Regions from separate parts of the Hordeum vulgare genome. Here region 2 is linked to region 1. The links are chromatin contacts, called in public Hi-C maps. All regions are on one chromosome and are shown on one strand. The core of a region is the stretch at or near the end of the contact, and the rest is flanking DNA. Distances in the headings are between cores, read along the strand shown. Region 1 holds the start of LOC123451907 (nudix hydrolase 23, chloroplastic). Region 2 holds the start of LOC123451908 (protein PIN-LIKES 7).

Region 1 (6,047 bases), core at 1,557-4,056:
CAAGCCCACACTAGGGCGCCACCCCTCTCCCATCTAGGGCTGCCGCACCACCTAGGGGAAATCCTAGGGGTGGCGCACCCTCCTCCCTCTCCTCCTATATAAACCCAAGGGGTTTGGGGCTGCAAGCACACAAGTTCTTCCTCCCCTCGGCGCAGCCCTACCTCTCCTCCTCCTCGTCCTCCATAGCGCTTGGCGAAGCCCCGCCGGAGTACCACGCAACTCCATCGTCACCACGTCGTCGTGCTGCCGGAGCTCTCCCTCAACCTCTCCTCTCTCCTTGCTGGATCAAGGCGTAGGAGACGTCACCGGGCTGCACGTGTGTTGAACGCGGAGGCGTCGTTGTTTGACGCTTAGATCAGAATCTTCCGCGATGTGAATCGATGTGAGTACGACGCCATCAACCGCGTTCTAGTAACGCTTCCGCTTAGCGATCTTCAAAGGTATGAAGATGCTCTACCCCTTTGCTCGCTGCTCGTTTCTCCTAGATAGATCCTTGTGAAGCGTAGGTTTTTTTTGAATTACTACTACGTTCCCAACAAAGGTCAATTTTGTGGGCCATGCGACGCTTTGACAATTGGGAATGCGCCGCAAACCAAATTGGAGTCGGTCGAACATAGGGGAAGAGGGGAACTCGCCACGCAAGCCGAAGACGTTGGACGCATGAGATGCTAGATCAAGACTGCGGCATTGGAGGCCAGTTTGGGGGCTACTGAGGGAATCTCAGACTAAGAGGTCCTTGGGCCGCTTGGCTATTTTCATGGGCCGGACTCACAGTCGTCCTATAATTTTGACCGGAGCCCAAATTACAAGACCGCCTTGTATCCAGAACGGACTCCTCCGAAGACTTAGCGTACGCTCCAAGGCAAGATGATAATCACCATGTTTTCTTCTTGGTGTAACCAACATCGTGTAACCCTAGTACCCCTTGTATCTATATAAGTAGCTCACATGGCATATTAAAATCATTACTTATAGGGTTTTAGACCACAACGTACGATCTCGTGGTAGATTAACTCTGTATTCAATACTCCACCATCAATATAAACAAGAGAAAGACGTAGGGTTTTACCTTCTTGAAAGAGGATCCGAACCTGGGTAAATATCGTCTCCCTTGTCTCCTGTTACCCATTGATCCAAGATCCATAGTTCGGGACTCCCTACCCAAGATCCGCCTATTTTGACACCGACATCGGTGGTGTCAGCCTTGAAAGATGGCCTAAGGCCGGTCATAATGGGAGTAACTTAGCTAGTAAGATAGCGCATTTCAAGACAACTTTGCTTATGTGTCATGTAGTTAATGAGAAGAGAGGTGTTTAGAGTAATACTTCCCAAGAAGGAATGAGTCTATAACCTAATAAAAGAAGTCATCTGCTCCTTTTGTCCGGAATTACTTGTCGCACAAATGGATAAAAATGGATATATCTATAACTAAAATACGTATAGATACACCCTTTCTCCGACAAGTATGTCCGGACGAAAAGAGTATGACACTATTACTATGTTACTCTGCACTATAAAAATAATAACATTAGTGTAAGTTACTTTTCACTATGACCAGCCTAATGAGAAATCAAATGAGTCATCGGATTGGAACAAGAAAAGTAGTCATGCATATATTTCCCCTTTAAAAATGCGTTTCACACCTCTAGAACATTCTTCTCCACTCCAGAGCTATTGTAGGAGGTGATAAGGGAGGCGAAAGGAGGGCGAGCGGCGTCGCTCCAGTCAGTGAGGCCGTTGGGCCGCTCCGTCTCCGGTGCCCCTCTGGGCCTTAGAGAAGCAGCAAACCACGGTTCTCCTCCAGCCGGTGGCTGTACAGTCCCTACGCTATCTAGGTTAGTTCTCTAACCGAGTATGATGTCGCGGCACCGGCGGACTTGGGTAGGAATAAGGTCCCTCCGACTACGGTGTTGTCCTAGCGGCGAGGTCTCTCGCGTAGTTGTGGAGTTTGTGAGGGGAGGTGTACAGGGGTTACGCTTTGGAAGCGACACTCGTCTGCGGTTGCCATGTGTGGCGAAGCTGTGGCGGACGCGAAGGCGAGCAGCTGTGGCGGTCTTCGGTACGGGGCAATGAAGCGTGGATCTGGCCGTCTCGGTGTAGACGGTGTGGTCAAATCCCCAGATCCGAGACGATGCAAGCTCGGAGAGCGCCTCATGGAGGGAGGTTGCCTTCGGCCGCCTGATCTTTACCGGATTTCATCCTGGTCATTAGGCTGGGAGGCTATTTGGGGCTCAATAAAGCTAGAGGGTGTGGGGCTTCACCGGGTGTGGGTGTCATGCTCCGCGGTAGTGGTTTTTCTCCGACAATTTCAACGACGGAAGACGTTGGCGTTGAGCATCTTCGGCTTGTCCAGAGAAGATGATGGACCAACTTGTTATTTTGTTTTTTTATCATGGTCTTCTCAGTTGTAGTTTGGCGGTGGCAGCCGAATTGCTTATATCCTTTATGGATGTTTGTATTTAAACGAGTTCATGTACTACTTACTTTCTTGACGTATAAATACAAGTAGTTGCATAAGCTGTATGTTTTAAAAAAATGTGTTTCACACAGACAGGATACCGAGGATAAACCTCATCAAGGTTTAAGTTCTGATGCTTGCATTATTTCTGGATTTATTTTAAGATTTTCGACGATACACTTTTAGTGGGAGGAAACGTTTCGTCGACAACGAGGCATCTACGATGACTTCGTAAAACTCAAGATGACATGTTGGCTCAGTCTATCGAATGTGTTTATAGGGATACGGTGTGCGTATTTACGTTCGTAATGATGAACGTATGTAGTGTGTTAGAAGAACGTGGAGGATAAACCCGCCACGCCATCTTCCCAAATTGTTTATCCAGCGCGCCGGCCCCGTCGCTGGTGGCGACCCACCCCGTCCCGCCGCGTCGCCCAATAGCCACCGCCCACATAGCCAAATCACCACCGCCCGCCGACGTGTTCCGCGGCCGACCTCACCGCGCAACCTCCCCTTCCCCCAGTCGCCGTCCTCCTCCCATCCCCACCAACCAACCTCCCCCCTACTAAACCCGCCCGACCGCCATGCTCCTCCTCAGATCCCACCACCTCCTCCTACCCCACGCCGCCCGCCTCCTCGCCCGCCGCGCCGCCGCCGCGCCCCTTCCCCGCACCGCCGCCGCCGCCCGCCTCCGCCCGCTCCGGATGTCGGCCTCCAACCACTCCGGCGCCGGCGCCAGCTCCCCCTCCGCCCCCTCGCCGCCCCCGGCCCCCGCGGTGAGCCTGATGCGCCTTCCTCCTCCTCCTCACGCGTCCGTCCGTATGATGTCTGGCCGTGCCGCGGTTCGGCGCCCGGCTGCCGGCGTCGCTGATGTCGGAGCTGAGATGCTGGGGACGTAGAATAATCGCCGTGGGTGTACCATCTAGTGCGTTGACTTAGCAACTGGTGGATGGGAAGGGATGCCTGCCTTAGCAACTGTGAGCCACGAGGCATCCTCTGCCGGTTGCAACCATGGTGCTCTGTCTCCCTATCCCTTAGCACAATTATCTACCGTGCGTGTGGGTGGATGTGGCGTCGACTCAGGATCAAATTAGTGGATGATAGCTTTCAGGGATTTCCTGAGATAATACTCGTTGCTCTACCGCTCTAGCCGACTGAACACACACCTAACCGCCGCTGACTGTCCCCTTATGCAGATGCCCAAGTCGAGGATACCTTTCTGCCCAGCCTGTGGAAGTCCGACGAAATTGGCCGTGCCAGACGGAGACGAGAAGATGAGGGCTGTCTGTTCTTCTTGTGGGAGAGTGCACTACGAGAACCCCAAAATGGTATGGACTGGACAACAGTGTATGAATAGGTGCCATCTTCAGAGTTCACACGATATGTGCATATGCATTTCCAGTTTAGAACCAAGATACTGTCGTTTGCTTGATTAAAATGCCAACTGCTTCTGAGTTTCCATTCTACAGACCTGATGCTTTTACATATCTTTGTTCTATCATTGTTCGACTATGGAAATTCATATGGCAAATAACACGTGTAGGCGTGTTAGCTTTTGCCCATTTGTTTTGTCATTAATCTGTGTCGTCTTTGTAGGTTGTCGGTTGTCTTGTGGAGCATGATAACAAGGTCCTCCTTTGCAGAAGAAAGATTGAACCGGCTTATGGCCTTTGGTAAGCTGCTCTTGATAAGTCCATTAGTTATATCTAGTCAGGGTTTCTGGTGGTTCTCTGTACGGTATTGGCGGGCCACATGGTTTTACTATGCTCTACGGTTATTAGTTTATTACCATAAGATATATGTTCATGTCTATGCATGTAGTATCAAAACCAATTTTACATCCATAGTGAAGTACTCCCTCCGTCCCAAAATAAGTGACTCAAGCTTAGTACAACTTTGTACTAGAGCTAGTACAAAGTTGTGACACTTAATTTGGGACGGAGGGAGTATTTACAGAGAATGTTTGCTTATACTCCCTCTGTTCCGAATTATATAGACGTGTTTTAGGGTGTTTGTTCACTCATTTCAGTCCGTATGTAGTTCGTATTAGAATATCCAAAACGTCTTATAATACGGAACAGATGCGGTAGTATTTGTAGAGTACAACTGTAGAGTTCATTTTCATCTTCATTTGCAAAGCATGGACAAATTTCGTTGTTACTGTAAGAACATAGTAATTTTGGTGCTGGTCTATCATTCTAATCAAGGTTACATCAACAGGACTCTTCCTGCTGGTTATTTGGAAGTTGGAGAGTCTGCAGCAGCAGGAGCCTCGAGGGAAACATTGGAAGAAGCTTGTGCAGATGTGGAGATAGTCTCACCTTTTGCTCAGTTGGATATTCCGCTAATTGGCCAAGTGAGTGAAAAGTAGCCTAATCGGACAATTCATGCTTAACTTCATACACTACTAAGTGGATTCTTCTTGTGTATTGTGATGGCATGCAGTAGAGTTACATTATTTTCCGAGCAAGAATGAAGACCCCCAGTTTCTCACCTGGATCCGAATCGCTAGAATGTGCACTTTTTGCTCTGGATGATATACCGTTCGATTCTCTAGCATTTTCTTCAATCATTGTCACTTTGAGAATGGTACGCCCTCTCCTCCAGTTCAAGCTTTTGTATTTTCTAGCAAGTTCTAGTTTTCAGACTTTTTGGCATCATAAGATTCTGACATGTGTAAAAACTGTTGCAGTATATTGAAGATGTCAAGGCTGGAAACATCAAATTCCACTATTGCACTATAAACAAGAGGTGCAACTCTCTTCATTTGGGCATGTGGTCGTTGTCATGATCAGTTGCCCTTAACCCTTAAATCCTCTTGTCATGATCACTGAACTTGAGAACCTTTGCTAGTTTCCTGTTTGCTCTAAGCCTCTATGCATAATCCACTTTTCAGCTTTCCACGATATCATGCATACAGCACTTTTTTGTTGTAGCTGTTCCCCAGTCAACTGTTAATAGATTTTTGCAGTTACTGCCTTACTTCAGTTACTTATGGCATGACTTCTTTTTCTGAAAATCATCTTATAGCATAAGTGCGTAACCAGTACTACTTCCATCTGCAGGATCGGGGCCGGCCCTTCAGATCTCCGTAGCTTCGATATCGACAACCATTTAGCCGTGTGAGATCGGGAAGGTTTCAGACCCGTTGTGGTACATAGGAGATTGCTTTTGTTAAGTACCAGCTGTGAGACATTGGCGCAGCAATCACATTGGTAATTAATGGAGCTGGTCATGGGTTGCGGTAGATTGTTTAAGCTGCTGCTGGAATTGTAAATGCTTCTGTTTCTCGAAGTCCATTTTCAGCCCTTTTCCTTTTTCCAAGGATGTCTTGAGTGATTCAGTAGAATGGTTCATTTTGATTTTTGCCCGCTTACAGAAATAGTTGTGGGCTAGTGCCATGGCAATTTGAAACTAAATTCTGTATTTTTTTTATCCAACTGTTGCTGTAAACTCTTTCAGTTACAATGTGAGGGGAAGATATCTTGTGATACCATGTCATGCCACAAAAAATAAATTTGGATGTTCAACAGAATTCTGAATTCTTTTGTGAATGTTCACAAGACATGTCTAGGGGACATCATGTGAA
Region 2 (6,047 bases), core at 1,884-4,383, 160 kb before region 1:
CCGGATGAGATCTCGGATGTGAAGAGGAACTCCGGAATAGTCCGGAGGTGAAGCTTGATATATTGGATGAAGGTCATCGGAATCCAGAATTGTTCCAAGGTGTACCGAGGGAATCACGGAGTGCCTAAAGGAGTTTCTGGAGGCCCCGACAATTGTTGGAGGCCTCATGGGCCAAGGAAAGGGGGCATCGCAGCCCACCAGGGGGCTGGCGCAGCCCTTCTCCCCATCCTATTTAGGCCGAAGGGGGGGCTCCTTGGGGCGCATCCAGCCAAACTTGGGTGGCAAGGCACCCTAGTGGGGGGCCACCCTAACTCTAGTCGTCGCCTCCCCTCTCCCTTCCTCCTATATAGATAGAGGTAGAGAGGGGGCAGCCACACGACAATCTTGTCGCGGCGCTGCCCCTCCTCTCCCTCGCAGTTTCTCTCCTCCATAACCCCTCGGCGAAGCCTTGCCGGGTTGTCACCACCAACACCTCATTACGCTGTCGTGTTGCCGGAGGACCAAGGCTGCTACTTCACCATCGCTCGCTGGATCAAGGAGGTGAAGGCGTTACCAAGCTGTACGTATGTTGAACGCGGAGGTGTCGTCCGTTCGGCACTTGATCCAAAAATCGCGGGACGATTCATGATTGGATCGCGAAGACGTACCACTACATCAACTGCGTCCTTGAACGCTTCCGCTTAGCAATCTACAAAGGTATGTAGATGCAATCTCTCCATTTGTAGATGGTCATCACCATGGATAGGTTTGTTTGCACGTAGGAAAAAAATTGTTTCCTCTGCAACGTTCCCCAACACCGCGCTCACCCGGCACCCCCTCCCTCTTTTTTTTTCGAACGTGCGTCACCTCCCCTAGTGGTGGTTGGGGCGGCCCGCCCCTAGTCCTCGTCGCCCCCTCCTCCCCCTCTCCCCGTCGTCGTGGGTGAACGCCCTCGGCCCTGGCCCGGGCGGTGTCGGCGGCGGCGGGCCATCCCGTTCCCGCATGTGCGTCTCCCCTTCGCGGGGCAGGGCGGCGGCGGTGGTGCTCGGATCGGCGGCGGCCCAACGACCCGCACGGCGGGCGAGGTGGCGGCATTGCTCCTTGGCGGCGGGGCAGCGTGGTGACGCGGGGTGGTCAGCGACGCGCCCCCGACCCATATCTGGGCACTGCGGGGCCCACCTGGGTCCTAGCGGGCCGATCCCCCAGCGCGGCTTCGATGTCTGCTACGTGGTGAGGAGGAGGAGCAGCTCGGACGGGGTGTGGAAACTCCGACGACGTGCGTGTAGCAGCGTGATGGCGGGAGATTTATGGGTCTATAAGGGCCCGAACGGGCATGTGGGCCCATGGCCTGGTGTGCTCCTGCTATTGCATTCGCTCGGCTACCGTCATTCACCGTGGAGGTTGGGCCCTCCCGTGTGCGAACGGTGTTGCTGGCCCAAGTCTCGGCCCCTAATCGTGGTTGTGCAGTCCTTATTTCACGGTGCCGTCGTGAGACGACGTGGGGGCTTCAAGACCATGTTGGCACAGAGTGATGGTTGGTTTGGTGGCAGAATCCGCAGCGTCCGAGGTGCTGGTTGGGATAGGGGAAACCCGTGTCGGCATGGTTGACACCGACACGGTGGCATCCGTGGGTGCCGCTGGACCTTCCTGGAGTGCGTCATTGTCGACATTTATCTCTTTTGTACTTTTTCTGTCATTTTTTGTGCGTGAATGTGTTGTTTTCACCGTAGCATCTATTGTCGAATATTTCCTTTGTCAATAAATTAAGCTAATTTGCACGTATTTACACCTTAGAGCATCTCCAACAGGCGCCGAACGCGCAGCGCGCAAACAACTGGTTTGTCGCGCGCCCATCGCCTGAATTGGCGCGGCGCGCAGCGCTAAAATGCAGCGCGCGCCGCTCCAGCAGCGCGCGCTCACAACACTTTTTTATTTTAAATAAATCAGAAGTATAGATAAATAAAAACTAGATAGATTGCATAAATTAAAAAGATACAAAGGTATTTTACATCGGTGTAACTAGATAGATAGTTCGAAAGCATAGATAAAACTACGGTGCAACTAGATAGAAACTACTCCTAGTCGCTACCATCATCACCATCATCATCCTCGTCGGTGTTGTCCGAGGTTGAGAGCCATATGTCCAACCAACGATCATCGTTTTCCGTGAAGAACGACCTCCCGCCTGCTGCAACGATATCCGCCTGCGCATTCGCCAATGCCTTCGGCCGACGCGTGTCCAACCGCTCCTCGCGGCGCCTTCGTGTGTCCTCCTCGTGGCGCCTTGTCCAGTAGACTTGCTCGTAGGCGACGTCCTCCGGGTGGCGCCGGCGCCACTCCGCCATGACCCGCTCGTCCTCCTGGACGACGAGGAGGCGGCGCTGCCGCGCAGCATGCTTCGCACGGTCTTGTGCTGTGTTAAGACGAGGCGGCGGGGCGACGTCGAGCGCCTACTGGAGCGTGTAGACGTCCTGGAAATTCATCTGCCCGCGCGGTCTGCCTAGGCGCCACACCGCCGCGTCGAACGCACGGGCGGCCTTGTGCGCCGTCTCGTAGGTGCCGAGGCTGAGCTGGAGATCGCTGGAGCGTATCTCGGACTAGTACCCGCGGTAGCCCGACGCTCCTCGGCGGCGCGGCGGCATGGTGGCGCGTCGGTGGAGGGGCGCTGGAGCGGTGGAGGTGCGCGTGGCAGAGGAAGAGGAGTCGTGGAAAAGGCGCGTGGCGAGCGCCGTATTTTATAGACGCGTCGGAAACGGTGCGGCAAAAATGACGCGCGAGCTGCCGTCTTTTCGCACGCGCGCGAAAACTGTTCCCGCGCGCGAGTTTTCCGCCACCGCTGGAGCGCGGTAAAACGTTTTGCACGCGCTAAAAGGTGGGTTTACCGCGCACGCATGTCTTTTGGCTCGGCCGTAGAAGATGCTCTTATAAAAGTGAACAGAGGGAGTACCAAAAGAGAGCACGAGGCTGAGCTGAGCTGTTTTAATCACTGAACAAGGGGAGTCCAACTTGCTCTCGCTCTTTGCGTAAACAAGGGGATGCGCGCGCGCGGTCAAAGAGATGGAGACGCGATGGGCTCCGGCAGACGGATAGCCACACAACCATGTGCGTATTAGCTAGCTAGCGACAGACGGACGTCTGTGTTGGCGGCGGCTGGCGGGCAAGGGGCCGGGAAGGAGGATTATAGGTGGATGCGGTGTAGGCGCCATCTCTTCTCCGGCCCGGCGTCTGCCAGCGTACGTGCCTCGATGGCTGTCCTATTTAAACGTATGCCTTTCCCGGCTGCGTCCATCCAGTGCCGGCTACCGTACGTGCAGCTCCTCCTTCTCTCCCGTCTCCGGTGGTGGACACCTCCATCCTCCTTGCTCCTCTGCCCCGCCGCGCATTCTTCAGGTAACTACGCTTAAATTACCTCGCCTCTGCGTCCGCGATCGACCCCGCCGTCTTTATTTGCTTCCTCTTCTTCTCGAGCTCCATCTCCTACCTGCTGCCGCGTTCCATGTCTTTTCTTCTTCAATCTTGGTGAATAGTATAGCAAGTTCAGTGAGTCTTGGAGAATTTCCGTGTCCCAGCCCGTTCGTTTGTGTCGTCTCCGGACGCCGGCGAGCTCGTTCTCCTTTCCTCAAAGCATGCGCTGCCTGTCTAAACGCACAAGTGATTTACGCCTTCACCTACCACCGTCGCTGACAAGGCACACCTCTCCTTTCTGTTTTGGATTTTTTTGGAGAATTCTCTTTTGAAAAACAGAGCGGCTCCACGATTTCATTTCATCGAAACCACATGAATTTTTTTTTCCTTTTGGTGATAGCTTACCTCTCGCAACGTGCTGCCATGAGGACCATTCTCTTTCGGATCACAGTACAACTAGCATATGCTAGAAGGTAGCAGCAGCTAAATGGATTACGTAAATTAATGAAAGCTTAGAGCAACTTTAACGGTGCGATCCATTTTATTTGTTGTTATCGATTTGGATCGGTGCGGACACAAAAGGTGGCCCAACGCGTCGACTCATTTTTAAAACATGTCCGCTCCACGTCCGCGCCGATCCATTTTTGGTATAAATTTGGAACTGAAATGCGTCGGCGCGGACGCAAAGCGGACGCGCGCGCGCCCTCTCAGTGTCCACCCCAACCACCGCGGTCAACATAATTTATGACAGCCGCCCTCCTCGGGCCCACGCGTCACGGCCGTGGTCCGCCTTTTTAATCCGAGCGTGTGGTAGGGTTCGGCCATTTGCTTCCAAAACCCTCCCACGTCCCCATCTCGCCACCCCTTTGTTTCCTCGTCGACGACCCAACAGTCATGGACAACGGCGACAACCTCGTCGTTTATGCCCGTGCGATGCTTTCAGAGGAGGTCGCCTACTTGCAGGCCAAGAGGGCAATGCACCAGGTGCACGAGCGCGCCCGTGCTACGCCCGGCTTCGCCCAGAACATCCTCGTCGTCTACCCCCGTGCTGCTCCTCGAGGAGGCCGCCTACCTTCATGATAAGATGACGCTGCACCTGGCGAACAAGCACGCCCATGCTGCGCCATCGTCGACACCAGCACTACCCGCGCCGGCACAACCCGCCCCCTGCTCTGGCATAGCCCGACCTCGCCGCCGCCGCCAAGGACGCCTGTTTTTTTCAATTTATAATGTAACGCGTGGACTCTCGTCGGCCTTCGTGACCGGCTTTTAATGTTCAATTATGCGTGCTTATTATATTCTCAAATACTTTATATTTTTTTTACATGTCGGTAAAAATGAATCGAGTCAGCGTTGTGCGCATGCGTCGACCCAAACGTCGAAACGGACATTCATGTCTGCTCGGCCGATCAAAACGGGCAAACGACGAACAAAACCGTCGTTCGTTTGGGTCAACCCGTTGGAGTTGCCCTTAGGCTGGTTGTAATTGAAGTATCATAAGTAGTATCATGCATGCCACATAGGCATATTTGATGAGGTGACATAGAATTAAATGAAAAAAGAGATGATTGAGTATCATATTATGATACTGTATCATATTAAATGTTGTGTTAGTATGTGTCATGCATGGCAATAAATGAACTGTTTTATGATACTAGTACATGATACTATGCATTACGGATATAGTATCATACATTATTATCATATGCATGGTCCTGTATATATACTTCCCGTTACAACCAGTCTTAGCTCCGTGGAGATGGAACAATGCCATCCAGACATGCTGTGGCCACCAATGGTTCCCCGGGGCCAGGCCCTTCACGTTTGGGAGAAGCTACTCGGGAGCAACTTCCCGAGCGCAGCCCATTAAAAATCGAACGGGTATATATCTGTGCCCTTGACGTTGGTAGTTATTACAAAATAAATGCCACCCGCGAAAGACATAAGTCACATAACCCGAGGCGCCCATCTATCTCGACGCATCATTGCTTCGCACGTCTGCTAGGTTTCTTCGCCGCCGCCGTCGCCTCTTGGCTCTTGCTAGACGCCGCTGCCGTCGCCCTTGCCGACATCATGCAGGGAGCTTAGCCAACGTCGCTACCCTGCTCCAACGTTGGCATCGTCGGCCTTCACCCGTACATCTGCTGCTCGATCTGTTCCTGCTGCACATCTTGCACACCCGGCCTACATACTAGTCTGATCTTGACGCCCAGCTCCAGTCTAGTCTAGTCCGATCATTCAGCCATTCTGATTTTCTTGTGTCTCTCTTATCTGAATCTGTCAGGCGATCGGGCCTCAGAAGGCGTGTGTGAAAACCATCATTGACATCATAGGACAGAAGCTAAGAAGATCAGCAGGGGTCTGAGGAAGAGACGTGATCCTGCATCAGGGCCGGGAAGATGGGCTTCTTGTCGCTGCTCGTGGTGGCATCCATGCCCATCGTCCAGGTCCTGCTCATCGGCGTCATCGGAGCCTTCCTCGCCTCTGGTTACAGCAAGGTTTTCACCGCCAGCGCCCGCAGGGACATGAACAAGGTGATCCAGCTTCCATTGGCACATTAAATTAAATTCTGTTTCATCCTTGGCCTAATACTGCCTTTGTAATTGCCTGAACCCATTATTTTGGGCAGGTTGTTTTTACAGTCTTCACCCCATCGCTCATCT

The links. Hi-C and Micro-C count contacts between places; a contact is called where the count stands out from the background.
Region 2: a Hi-C map of seedling shows a contact between it and region 1, with 2.7 times the contacts expected there. The contact joins the promoter of LOC123451908 here to the promoter of LOC123451907 in region 1. A contact is called at or near these places in 2 of 6 Hi-C or Micro-C datasets (leaf and seedling).

Annotation. Positions count from the first base shown.
Region 1 is chr5H:512,435,409-512,441,455 of MorexV3_pseudomolecules_assembly, reverse strand. LOC123451907 (nudix hydrolase 23, chloroplastic) reads left to right here and starts at 2,806. Exons shown (of 7, transcript XM_045128462.1): 1 at 2,806-3,234; 2 at 3,655-3,786; 3 at 4,055-4,131; 4 at 4,679-4,814; 5 at 4,907-5,047; 6 at 5,151-5,209; 7 at 5,524-5,993. The coding sequence starts at 3,043. The coding sequence ends at 5,584.
Region 2 is chr5H:512,593,452-512,599,498 of MorexV3_pseudomolecules_assembly, reverse strand. LOC123451908 (protein PIN-LIKES 7) reads left to right here and starts at 3,133. Exons shown (of 10, transcript XM_045128464.1): 1 at 3,133-3,369; 2 at 5,669-5,918; 3 at 6,014-6,047. The coding sequence starts at 5,784.